2 separate regions of the Mus musculus genome follow, and region 2 is linked to region 1. The links are chromatin contacts, called in public Hi-C maps. All regions are on one chromosome and are shown on one strand. Each heading gives the region's core, a stretch centred on a gene start, on an enhancer-like site or on the middle of the called end of the contact. The rest is flanking DNA. Distances are from core to core; before and after follow the strand shown. Region 1 overlaps Sik2 (salt inducible kinase 2). Region 2 holds the start of Colca2 (COLCA2 homolog).

Evidence for each region. A called contact is a pair of places that touch in the nucleus more often than the background predicts.
Region 2: a Hi-C map of pancreatic cancer cells shows a contact between it and region 1, with 5 times the contacts expected there. The contact joins the promoter of Colca2 here to the enhancer-like site in region 1. A contact is called at or near these places in 2 of 39 promoter capture datasets (the 3T3-L1 cell line and neural stem cells), 1 of 484 Hi-C or Micro-C datasets (pancreatic cancer cells) and 1 of 115 datasets of contacts at active chromatin or transcription factors (pancreatic cancer cells).

The regions. Positions count from the first base shown.
Region 1 is chr9:50,891,220-50,896,563 of GRCm38.p6, forward strand. Sik2 (salt inducible kinase 2) reads right to left here. Exons shown (of 16, transcript NM_178710.3): 15 at 4,125-4,742; 16 at 1,582-2,170. The coding sequence ends at 2,140. It also overlaps a transcript of Ppp2r1b not described here. Among named protein-coding and RNA genes, the nearest start is that of Gm25558, 5.9 kb to the left of the region's middle. Within about 2 kb of position 2,657, at least 77 of the 459 cell types and tissues checked have an H3K27ac peak or open chromatin away from gene starts, as enhancers often do. A contact at or near this core is called in pancreatic cancer cells, where this site is marked.
Region 2 is chr9:51,275,350-51,280,693 of GRCm38.p6, forward strand. Colca2 (COLCA2 homolog) reads right to left here and starts at 3,205. Exons shown (of 5, transcript NM_001195681.1): 1 at 2,991-3,205; 2 at 2,247-2,341. The coding sequence starts at 2,306. It overlaps Gm32819 (a long non-coding RNA gene), which reads left to right. Exons shown (of 9, transcript XR_003948163.1): 2 at 614-1,890; 3 at 2,002-2,043; 4 at 2,189-5,344.

The DNA of each region.
Region 1 (5,344 bases), core at 1,407-3,906:
TGGACATATGATGTGTGGTGCAACTAGGAATGCTGGGAGTCTTCTAGAATCAGCTAGGTTGTTGTAACTGGGTGAAAATGGCTCAACAAATCAGTGAGAAGGTGTTCGGAGAGGAGATTTTAGGGCCCAAAGGACCTTTTAAGGCTCAATATCTCATTTCACATGCCACTGAAGTGGTGCAAAAAGCCATGAAATCTCTCACTTCTCTGAGCCCCCAAGCCAGGGAAGACATGTGTGTGTTCTGAAGTGTGTTTTTGTCCAGTGTTGAAACAGGTTGACTCTGCTCTTGTCTCCCACAAATCATTCTGAAGGTAAGTTCTATAAAAAGTTTCCAGAAGCAACAAAGTGATGAAGATCCTGCCTGGGCAGCGACTCCAACTTACTACCTGTTCTCCAGTTTCTACCTTTGATGTCTAGGCACAGAGAGACGGAGCGGCTCCAGTGGCTTCCGAGGAGGCAGTAGAGGCAGCCCAGCTTAGGGGCACAAACACAGCAAAGGTCAGCCCAGCACAGGGACTCTGTAAGACCCACTGTGATCGCTGGCATCAAGTGACACTCCATATTGTCTGTCTCTAAGTGACACTTCATACTGTCTGTCTCTAAGGAGAAGGGGTGTAAAAAAGTTGCCTGGACTATGAATTTTCTGTAAACTAACAGGGAACTTAACTCACTGTTGGTATGAGTGTAATCCAGACCAGAGAAAGTCCGATCCTGATATATTTAAGAAGCAGGCTTGATTAGAGACTGGAGAACCTGCAGAGGAAGGAGAGCCCACTGGATCCCATGTCCTGAGCTGCTGGCACACCTGGGGCCCTTGATCATCTGGCCTAGAAGCTGCTACTTTTAGCTCCTTCAGTTTCTGGTTCATCCCCAGCTGAGAACAGCCTTTCCCCAGTCCCTTAGGTATAATGGCTCCTGGGGTATAGGTAGAGAGGTCTGTGATGAATGCTTGCTGAGTACTCTATTTAACAGAGCTCTCGGGAGGGCAGAGGGTGCTACTCCACAGGGTGCACTGTACGGGGGGGGGGGGGGGGGGCAGGAACTCAGTTATAAAAGTTAGGGAGGGCACATGAGAGGGAGAGGCTGAAGTCCTCCCTCCCTGACACCAGGAACACATCTCTAAGATAGAGAGGCCTTGGCTTCCGCTTTCCTAGGATGCAAAGCACCAGGAAGGGCTTTGTTCAGACCAGCTCTCATACCTCACGTCACTCCCAAAGGCTTCTCCTGGGTCCTCACTATCCCACTGGGTAGATTTAGAGGGCTATGGACATAAAGAACTGCCCCCACCCCCGACCTTTGTTCCCAAGGTGGCAGTTCAGGCAGCCATGCTGGGGCAAGTTGAGGGCTGGTGCTGGTCACGCAGCTCCCTGGAATAGAGGAGTGGGACCCGTATCGGTTGTCTTCTGTTGCATTAACATCCTCTATTTGCCTTACAGGGACCAGCATGTCAGTTGCATATAAATACTAGAGACACACTTGCCCAACTGGAAATTGCAGAAGCAATGCATTTCCCCCAAAGCAGAGAGTAATACCCCTGGATAACAAGACCATAAACAAAAAAATAAAAGAGTACCACACATATTGCACTTTTTGCCGAATGGAAATTTTACCTCATGTTTGGATCACCAGTCTCTTTGGAGAGGCTAGTTTACAGTAACAAAGCTAAGGGTTACTATACAGTAGTGTACACACTGCTGATGTGAACCGACAGGCAGACACGTCAGTATTACAAAGCTGCCTCTCCACGAGAGAGCCTAAGCCTTCTTAGTGTTACTTTAGTACTTGTGAGGAGAAAAGGCTTGGAAGCTTCCATGAGTCACTAGGTGGGGGCAGACACAGAAGCAATCAGATGAGTGGAGGGCCCATTGCTCTCACCAGCTTCCACCTCAGGACATAAAGGTAGCCGTGGAACTAGGGATGTCTACTTGAAAGGAAGGAAGGAGGAAATGGGAGCTTACGACAGGTTCCGGCAGGATGGTTCTCGGTCTTCACAAGGCGACTGTCCTCACCTCCTCTCTGTGTCAGTGCCTAACAGGCTTGGCCGCTGATGAGCGTTCCCAGCTTCTCTCTGCAGCCTTTAAACTTCTGACAGCCTCTCCGCAGCCCCTCATCTGTTGCCTAACTGTCCTGCCATAGCTGCTAGGTCTCCCGGGCTAAGCAGCTCACAACCCTGTTGGGGGACAGGGGTTTATGCCAATCTGCTGTGGTCTGATCCTGCAGTCCTGAAATGAGCAGCCCCCATTTTCAATCTGGAAGGCATTTTCATTTTGTCAATATTACAGCACTTGTGCAGTAAATGCTGGGACAACATTCTCCTTCAGTCTAAAGAAATCAAGCCCCACTTTATAACTTGGCTTATTTTGCAAAGCTTTAAACATATCAGAGATCTTAATGAAATGATCTCTCCAATGAAATTATCAATCTTAAGTACGAGGAGGAATAGAATGAATAAAAGAAACACAAATTATCCTTACTGGATTTTTAGTTATTAAATCACAAAATGACAGTCCCTCCTGCTATCTACTCCTGCTGTAACCCACAGCCCAATTCCAAGCAGAGCGCATTTCCAAAGCAGCCTGGCACCAGTGGGGAGCCCAACAACTACAGTCTCTGGCCAGCCTCAAGGACTGCTTGAGTCACCAACACTGGCAGGGGCTGAGCTGGGCTGGGCTGCGGGCCAGGATGGCTCTCCGGAGACTTCCCATGCCTAGTCTTCCCTTGCCTGCCTGGACACTTACTACAGAGAGGAAAGGCAACTTATAGGTGTTTCTAGAGGCAGCATCTGTGGAGTAGCTCTCTTCTTGTGCTTTAAGGAAGACGCTTTGTGCTTAGTGCATTCATCTGCTGATTGGACAAGCCACTCTAAAGAATAGAAATTATAATTTTATAAACAATACTGAGCCTGTAACACCTGGATGTCACTGTGCAAACAACAGATTACTAGTTACTTTTAGATATCTGTTGACTAGGTACAGCATCTATTTTTCAATTAAAGGGTTAAGCTTTTCTCATAAATGGCTAACACATCTGAGATTCTTTGATATTGCTATAATACATGAACATTTCATACAAATCAAAAGTTTAAGGAATGGAGAATTCAGATCCCACATGGTGGAAACAGATTCAAGAACCTTTGGGTTTAGCAGGACATAACTGGAAAGCTTGGTTCCTAGAGAAAGGAGTGTGATGAGCTGGGGAAGGCACACACTACACAGGGCATGTGAAAGTTCCTTTGTTGTGCGTCTTTAAAATGTCTAAGCCCTGTATGAAACTGCCTGCCCAACGTGCAAAGCTCCATAAGCTCAGGACAGCACGGTGGGGAGCAGGAGTCACCAAAGGAATCACTCCAGCACAGCACACTCCAGGGGCTTCCTGGAGGCTGTGCAGGAAGAGCCTGGCTTCCCAGCACAGGGCCCAAGTTCCTGAGGCTCCCTGGTTTCTGCCTCAGCCTCCACTGGGATGAGGCTCCTGTTGTTACAGGTGAGGGCTCTGGAACCCTGCGCATCCTAACACTCGGCCATCCAGGGGCACTGTTGAGAAGGTGTTATTGCGTGCTCCCAGACAGGGTTCTGGGATCAGTACCAGCTGCTACTCAAGTGTCCTGGAAACACAACTTAGGCTCTGCTGCTTTGTGATGGTCTTGAGGACACCCTGCATCAACATCTTGATATGCCTTGAAGTACTTTGCTGTTGCCTAGCCTGGCTTTAGGGAAATGTATCCCCTTTCCCTCCCACTATGTGATATATACAACACACAATTTGCCTTGCTTTCACCAAGGTAAATGAATCTTTGGTGTAAAACCTAGGTCTATGCTGTCACTTTATACAAACATTTGTTGGTTCCTCCTTTGAGAGCTTGCTCCATGTTACCTTAGGGCATACACTCCCGCTTCCAACTACATTCTAGCCCTTGGCACAGAAAATTCTGTGGTAGGACAGAGCCAGGAGGAACATCTACCCTAGTCAAACCCTGATTCCAGTTGGGAAACCCGATTTTTCCCCATTAGGGAAAAGGGGAAAAGTAAGCTTTAAATTTAAATGGATGGAATAAAAATACAAATCCACAGTCTGCCTTCACTAGAGCCACCTCACTTCCTGATTGAGATTAATTCACCAGGACATACCCATTGTGTTGTGGATCCACAGCTTCTACCATTTCACAATCAAAGAGTCCAGGGAGCTCAGAGAGGGCCAGTGGGTCATAGCTAGATGCGGTGTCCTGAAGTCCTGAGCTCCTGGGACAGTCCGCCCCTGTGAGGTTGCTCTGCTGGGCTCCATCCACAGGATAGTGACAGGAAGCAGGATAGTTTGGTACAGAAGAAGTGGTGCTTGGCAGCTCACAAGTCTGATAGGAGAACTGTAAGGAGGTTGGAGCAGCTCCTGGCTGCTGTGGTGGAGGGGGTGGTGGTGGGGGTGGTGGCTGCTGATGTTGCTGCAATTGTGAGGGTAAGGGAGGTGGAGCCTGGGGGCCGGGAGTAGAGGGCAGTGGCTGCAACTGCATCTCTGGGTATTGGCTGAGGAAAGAGCTAAATTGCATCTGCTCAGAAGAGGGCTCGAGGACAGGACTCAGGGCCTGGGTCAGGCTGAATGATGGGGGCTGCTGGGATGTCAGTGGAGTCTCCTGGTGGGGAAGAGCCAGCTGCTGACTTGGTCCAGGGTAGGAGCTCTCTGCTATCTGCATCTGATTAAAATATGCTTGCAGCTGAGACTGCTTCTGGAGGAAGAGTCGCTTCTGTTGGAGCCTAAATTGGCAACACCAAAAGATTATATCTCAAGTGAGTGTAATATAAATGCAATACCAGGCATGAACTCCAGTTTCCTATTTTTTTTTTTTTTTAAGTTTTGAGAATCTTACATATAGTTCAGGCTGGCCTTAAATTTGTATCCCCCTGTCTTAGTCACAGGAGACTAAGGGATCCCAGGCATGCACCATCACACCTGACACCCCCACCCACTATTTCTCTCTCTTCCATGCAAGGGGAAAGTCAGAGGAAGAATTCACCACTGTGGGTTTTGCTCCTATCTGACTGACCCCTCTGATCTAAGTGAGCGCCTATACATTTTCTCTAATTACTACGAAGACTGCTCAGAAACAGAGACCATCTTGGCAGGGTGATGATTAGGGTGGTTTCCCGTTGGCCGAGCAGCTGACATAAACAGCACCACGGGGAACGCCCAATCACTGCTTTAGGCCACTGCTTCTGAAAGCTTAGGGCTGAGCGTAGCCCAGAGAAATACAAGGAAATGGCAGAGCGCATTAGGGGCTGCTGCCACCTGGCCAGCTTATACTCCAGGCTTCTCAACAGTCTCATTAACACCAGGCCTGAACAGACAATGACCATGT
Region 2 (5,344 bases), core at 1,955-4,454, 380 kb after region 1:
CAAAGAAGTGGTGTGTGTGTGTGTGTGTGTGTGTGTGTGTGTGTGTGTGTGTACTGATAAGGCTGAAATAAAAATTTAAAATAACTGTACCAGTCTGACACATATACTTTCTTCTGCTACAACTTGAGACTTAGATATCTACCTCAATCTATAACATGATTAGCTTCTTAAAGTTTCAAACAGTTATTATTCTGACTTCATAGCCAATGAAGGCAGATTTACTCTTGCTTTGCAGTGTTTGGCACAATTAATTCTCTCTTGGATTACTGTTTCCCAGAGATGTCTTTAATGTTGGACCAAGTTGGATATAGTCTCTGTTAAACTAGAAAGGTCTGCCTGGAGCAGGCATACATTATTCTCCCTGGGGTGCTATCTATCACCCTTGCTGACTGGGTACACTGTGTAGCAGTCCCAGAATTCCAAAATCCTTCTGTTTGCTCTCAGAAAGAGATTTTACATCTGGGTCTCCTACTGAAATTCTATGTACATGACTCCTGTGAGCTGGAAGGGGCGGGGATGAGAACTTTCTAGGAAGCACAGTAGGGCATATCCCAGAAAGCAGCGTTATGTTCTTAATAGACATTGGTTCTGAAGGCTTGCTTCATTCTCACAGGGAACTCAGAAAATGGCAAATGAGACTTCTCTCAAGATCAGAGCCTGGTCAAGTACTGAGATGCAATCCTTCCTCTTGCCCTGTACTCTGCTATGAGCCAAGGGTGGTCACACCAATTCTAAGAACCCAACAGCCACAGGATTGCTTTGCCTAAGTGGGATGCTCTGGGTATGGCTGAAGCCGAGTTCTGCAAGTACCAAGCTCCTGGTCCTCGTTTTATTAATGGTATAGTTATGAACTACTGAGGTTATTAAACTCCTGTTAGTATGATCGGCTCTGTAGAAAGATGAGTTTAGAGAGCCAATACTGAAAAATAAGATGATCTTGTTTCTACCTTTAGCCTGTTTCTAACTTCAAGACTTTGGATCTTAGCTGTCATGAGGCATACAGATTTCTGATCTCTTCATGTCATCTGATCATTACAATCAAATGAAATAATGAATATACAAAGGTACTTTGAACAAAGAATCACTGAAAATCCACCTTAGTATTATAAGAACATTCTACTGTTGCCTGATATTCTGCAAATGGGGACAACTAATTTATCTAGCTGTGTGTATCAAATCATAGCAAATGTGCTTCAACTCTAAGTTCTGAGAGAAAGGTGTAATACACATTAGTGCAAACGGCCCATCCACCCTTGGTTGGAATTTACTTTAGTGATCTGTTGAGCACTCTCTGTGGAGAATGCCCCTAAACACTTATTTAGCCTTTATACAACTCTTCTTAGCTTTCAACAGAACAATTAGGGGAACAGACAAAGAAGCCTCTAGTAAGTCAATGTATCGGAGGACACGTGCCACAGAGTCACTGAGAACTAAGCCCAAGTCCTCTGGCTCAGAAACCTATCTCACCATCACTCCATAATTTCTCCCTCCTGTTGCTTGAGGTGCCAAAGTTCCATTCATGAAGTCCAACATGGAACTTGCACAGGATCACATGCTGACCAGACCAGTGAAGTCATAGATGACTGGAATCCTGTCTGATCCTCCCTCCACACCTACACCTACCCACAAGCACTAACAGTGTCACGTGTAGAAGGCTCTTCAAATTGAACTCTCTCTCGGTGGACAAGCACGCCTAGTTTACATGGTTCTGCAGCTGCCCCAAGCACTTGGGTTATAAATGTGAGGTGTCAGAGTGTCTTATGACTACCCAGATCAGTTCTGTCATAGTTCTGTGTATTCCAGAGAGAGAGGCCTTTTCTTCCAGAGACTTCCAGTGACTGCTGGTTTTTCATATACATGACCTCAGAGCCTAAATTACAGAGAAACTAGGTGGGTTTCTGGGAGATAATTTTTTTTCAATGAGTTTGTTGGGGCTGTATCTATACTCTCTTAACACTATAAAAACATATTTAACCTGTTGGCTGCCTCTCTTCCTTGCAGAGGACCAAGAAGCCTTCCCCACTCAGCTATGAGCAGTGAGAGGTGAGCCTCCCACAGTCCTGAGCCCTACACCATGTCCCACAGGTTTTGGTGGCTGCCTATGGTGACCTGGGAAGTTGGGGACAGATGTAAGAATCCCTGAACAGGGCTGTGCTTATGGGTGGCCTCTGCATCTTCCCTGACACAGGGCTGAACGAAGCCTTCGATGGACTGGGAGGGACAGAGACGGAGAGGGTGGTGCTTACGTTTGCCCCTGAGGTGGCCTGGTGTGCCCTTCTTTGCTGCAGAAGCTCTTTCACGGTCATCTTCACACGGACGCCTTGATACACCTTAGGTTTTTCTGGGGAGAGGCAACAGGGTTAGTGGTCAGTTTCAAAGCTTGGGTGTCAAGGGGATACAGTGAGGGTTCCCTTGGTAAGGCTAGGATACCCAAGGCCAAGTTTCTACCTTTGCAGAACACACGAAGAGAATGAAAAAAGAAAAAGAAAAGAAAAAAAAAGAAGAAGAAGAAAAAGAAAGAAAAGATAACGTTAAAAAATACCCACATTTCTCAAACTAGAAAAGGTTAAGCACAGGCAGGTGCTTCAGGGTCCTAGTGGGAACAGTATCTGTGGGCATCTATGAAATTATTCATCCCTAGCTGGGCCCCATCCTCAGGACAGTACCAGCTGTTCTGCTCTGGAATGTGGAGGGAGGTCAAACAAGCCTGCTATTTTGGCTACGATATTAAATCTGGGGTTCCGGCTCAGCTTGTGGATCTGGGGTGCTCTCTGTTTCCAACTGATCTCGCGGACCTCACCATAATGTGAACAACAGCCCCTCTCCCCATGCCCCCCGCCCCACTGTATTCCTCTATCAATCCAGGCATGGCTTCTGGGGAAGTACAACCTTTATTTGTGGTGCCCTTGGTCTGGAAGCAAGCCCTGAAACAAGCGACAAGCTACAGGGGTCGGGGCAGTCAGTCTGTCCTGGCCCTGTTAAGGACTTACTGCACTGACCCCAGAAAAGGAGCCAAGATCGGGAAATAGTCTCCTGTCGGTCCTTTCTCTTTTTCAAAAATGTCTTTTCTTCCTCACCCCCTTCCTCCCTCTAGTCTCCGACTCTGTCGCTCTCTTCATCTCTTCCCACCCCCTCCCTTTCCGGTGCAGGCTTTTGGAGAACTGAGCTGTGGAGAGTTCTCCAGCAAGAGCTGCAGCTCTGGAGTAATGGCATCCCGAGGCTCCCTAGGACCGCGCAGTCGCCTAGAGGCAGCCCTCCGGAAGGGGCCGCCCCTGAGCCGGCAGAGCTGGGCCGGGAGACCTGGGAGAGCCCAAGTAGCCGGCTGTGCTAGGCGGGGGTCGGCTGGGAGGGACCGGTGACCGCCTGGGGTCCCGGCAGAGCGCAGTGAGTAGGTCTGACTGGTTGTTAGGCCAGGCTAGACCCGGCAGAGGCACTTTCCGAATAGAGTTTGACTTAGAAGCCCAGTGTGACTCCCACCCGACCTTGACCCTGGAGAGAGCGCTTATTAGAATCACGGGGAGGGGCGGAGCACAGTGGCCCCTGGCCTAGGCGTTTGGAGACAGTGCCAGGCCACCAGCGCCTCGCCTGGTTAGTGTAGGGACCGCGGCTGGACAGCAGGGAGACCCCCACCCACGAGCCAGATCCTGAAAGTTAGGATCCCTAAGGAAAGTTAGTGCGCTGTTCTTCCCGGTCCTGGGCATCGGTTTGTCTTGCTGCAGTGCCAGGACGCGCCCACTCCGCTCCAGTCTCCTTTCCTCCCATCCCCACTGTCTGGGTCGGCTCTGGGATCTGCAGGCAGCGCGGGCGCGCCTCGGGGTCCACGCGGGACCAGCCCCAGCCCAGTTCCCTGCCGGGTGCGTCCTGCTCCAGTCCAGGGCTCACCGTGAGCCTCTAGCTCCCCCGCGCCGCCGCTTCTGGGCTCACAAGGTCGGCGCCTCCAAATTCCCAGGACTCCAAGGTGGAAAAGTGAAAGGGCAGGCAGGGGCGTGGGGGACTCGATTGTCCGGAGTGGCCTTATGGGTCTCTGGGCCTCTGCTCTGGGGGGCAGTCACCCAGAGGGACCCGACACAGCGGGATCGCGTCCTCTCTGGATCCATGCCCGGCCCTGACTATTATTCCCTGACTTTGTGCCTCTCTGTTATACGCAGGAAAAGCAGAGGAAATACACTCGGATCCAAGTGCCCCTGGCCCTCATGACCCGACCCCTGGAAAAGCATCTGAGTTACCCGACATCCTGGTCAGCAGGAGCTGGGCTGGAGACTGGATGCTGCAGCTTCAGAGACTCAGCACCTAGGAAGGCTCCTGTGCAGGGAGAAAGGCAGAGATGCGACATTTTTAAAGTTTCACAAAACACGAGGCAGCACCCAGGTCCCTGGATCAGGAGACACACAGAATTAATGTTTTATACCTTCGGGTATAGGTTTGAGTTTTTTCCCCCTCATGCCAAGTATTTAAAACCTCTAGAAACCCATGATTTGACAATCAATGATTGCGCGATACTTTCAATTTGAATATTCAAAGGCTTAACAAAATGGACTATCTTCTGCAGAAATCCTGCACACAGGCACCTCACAGAGAGTCCAGAGAAACAGAGAGGGAGATCCCTTTGGGTCCTGACCCTTGCTTTTCTCCTATTTTAAACATTTTGTCCACCTGCCCACAGGCAGAGCAGGTGTCCTCAAAGATGCTCTATGTTAGTGCCTCAAAGGCTGCCCTGAAGTCCCCACTGACCTAGGCTGTTCCCTGTGGACCACCTGAACCAGGTTGGACAGCCACATTGAATCTCTCTTGTCCACTCTCCATTTTAAGGGGAAATGGCAGGTTTTGGGGAATGAACATGGCAGACAGAGGGTGTGGCACAGCAAAGAGCCACTTTGGGCCCAGGCTGCAGGTCAGAGGACGGCAGAGGCCAAAACTTTGTGCTTTGTATCCCTCTGGCCCTGCCTGGCCACAAGGCTTGCCTGTCCAGTCTGCATCCTCCCTCCTGCTAGGTCACAGACACTGGGCTTCCAGCAAGCAGTCCTTAAACATCAGCGCTCTTTGCTCTTTGGAGCTGTAGACCAGCACAGCTTCCTTGACCCACCTGAGATTCCTTTAGGCCAGGTTTCCACTGCTGCATTGTGGCAATCCCTATTCCTATGTTTTGGCTTGTTTTTAATTCCTCGAACCCCAGACTTTTTACCTCATAGAACTCCTGCTTCCTTTAGAGGAAGGGCATGGTTTTTTCTTTCTTTCTTTCTTTTGAAGGCTCTGAGGAGAGAGGTAGGAGGAATTTGGAACCAACCTGTCTTCTTGGATCCCTCATGAATATGAGTAACTCCGACCCATGCTGATGTGTATTTTG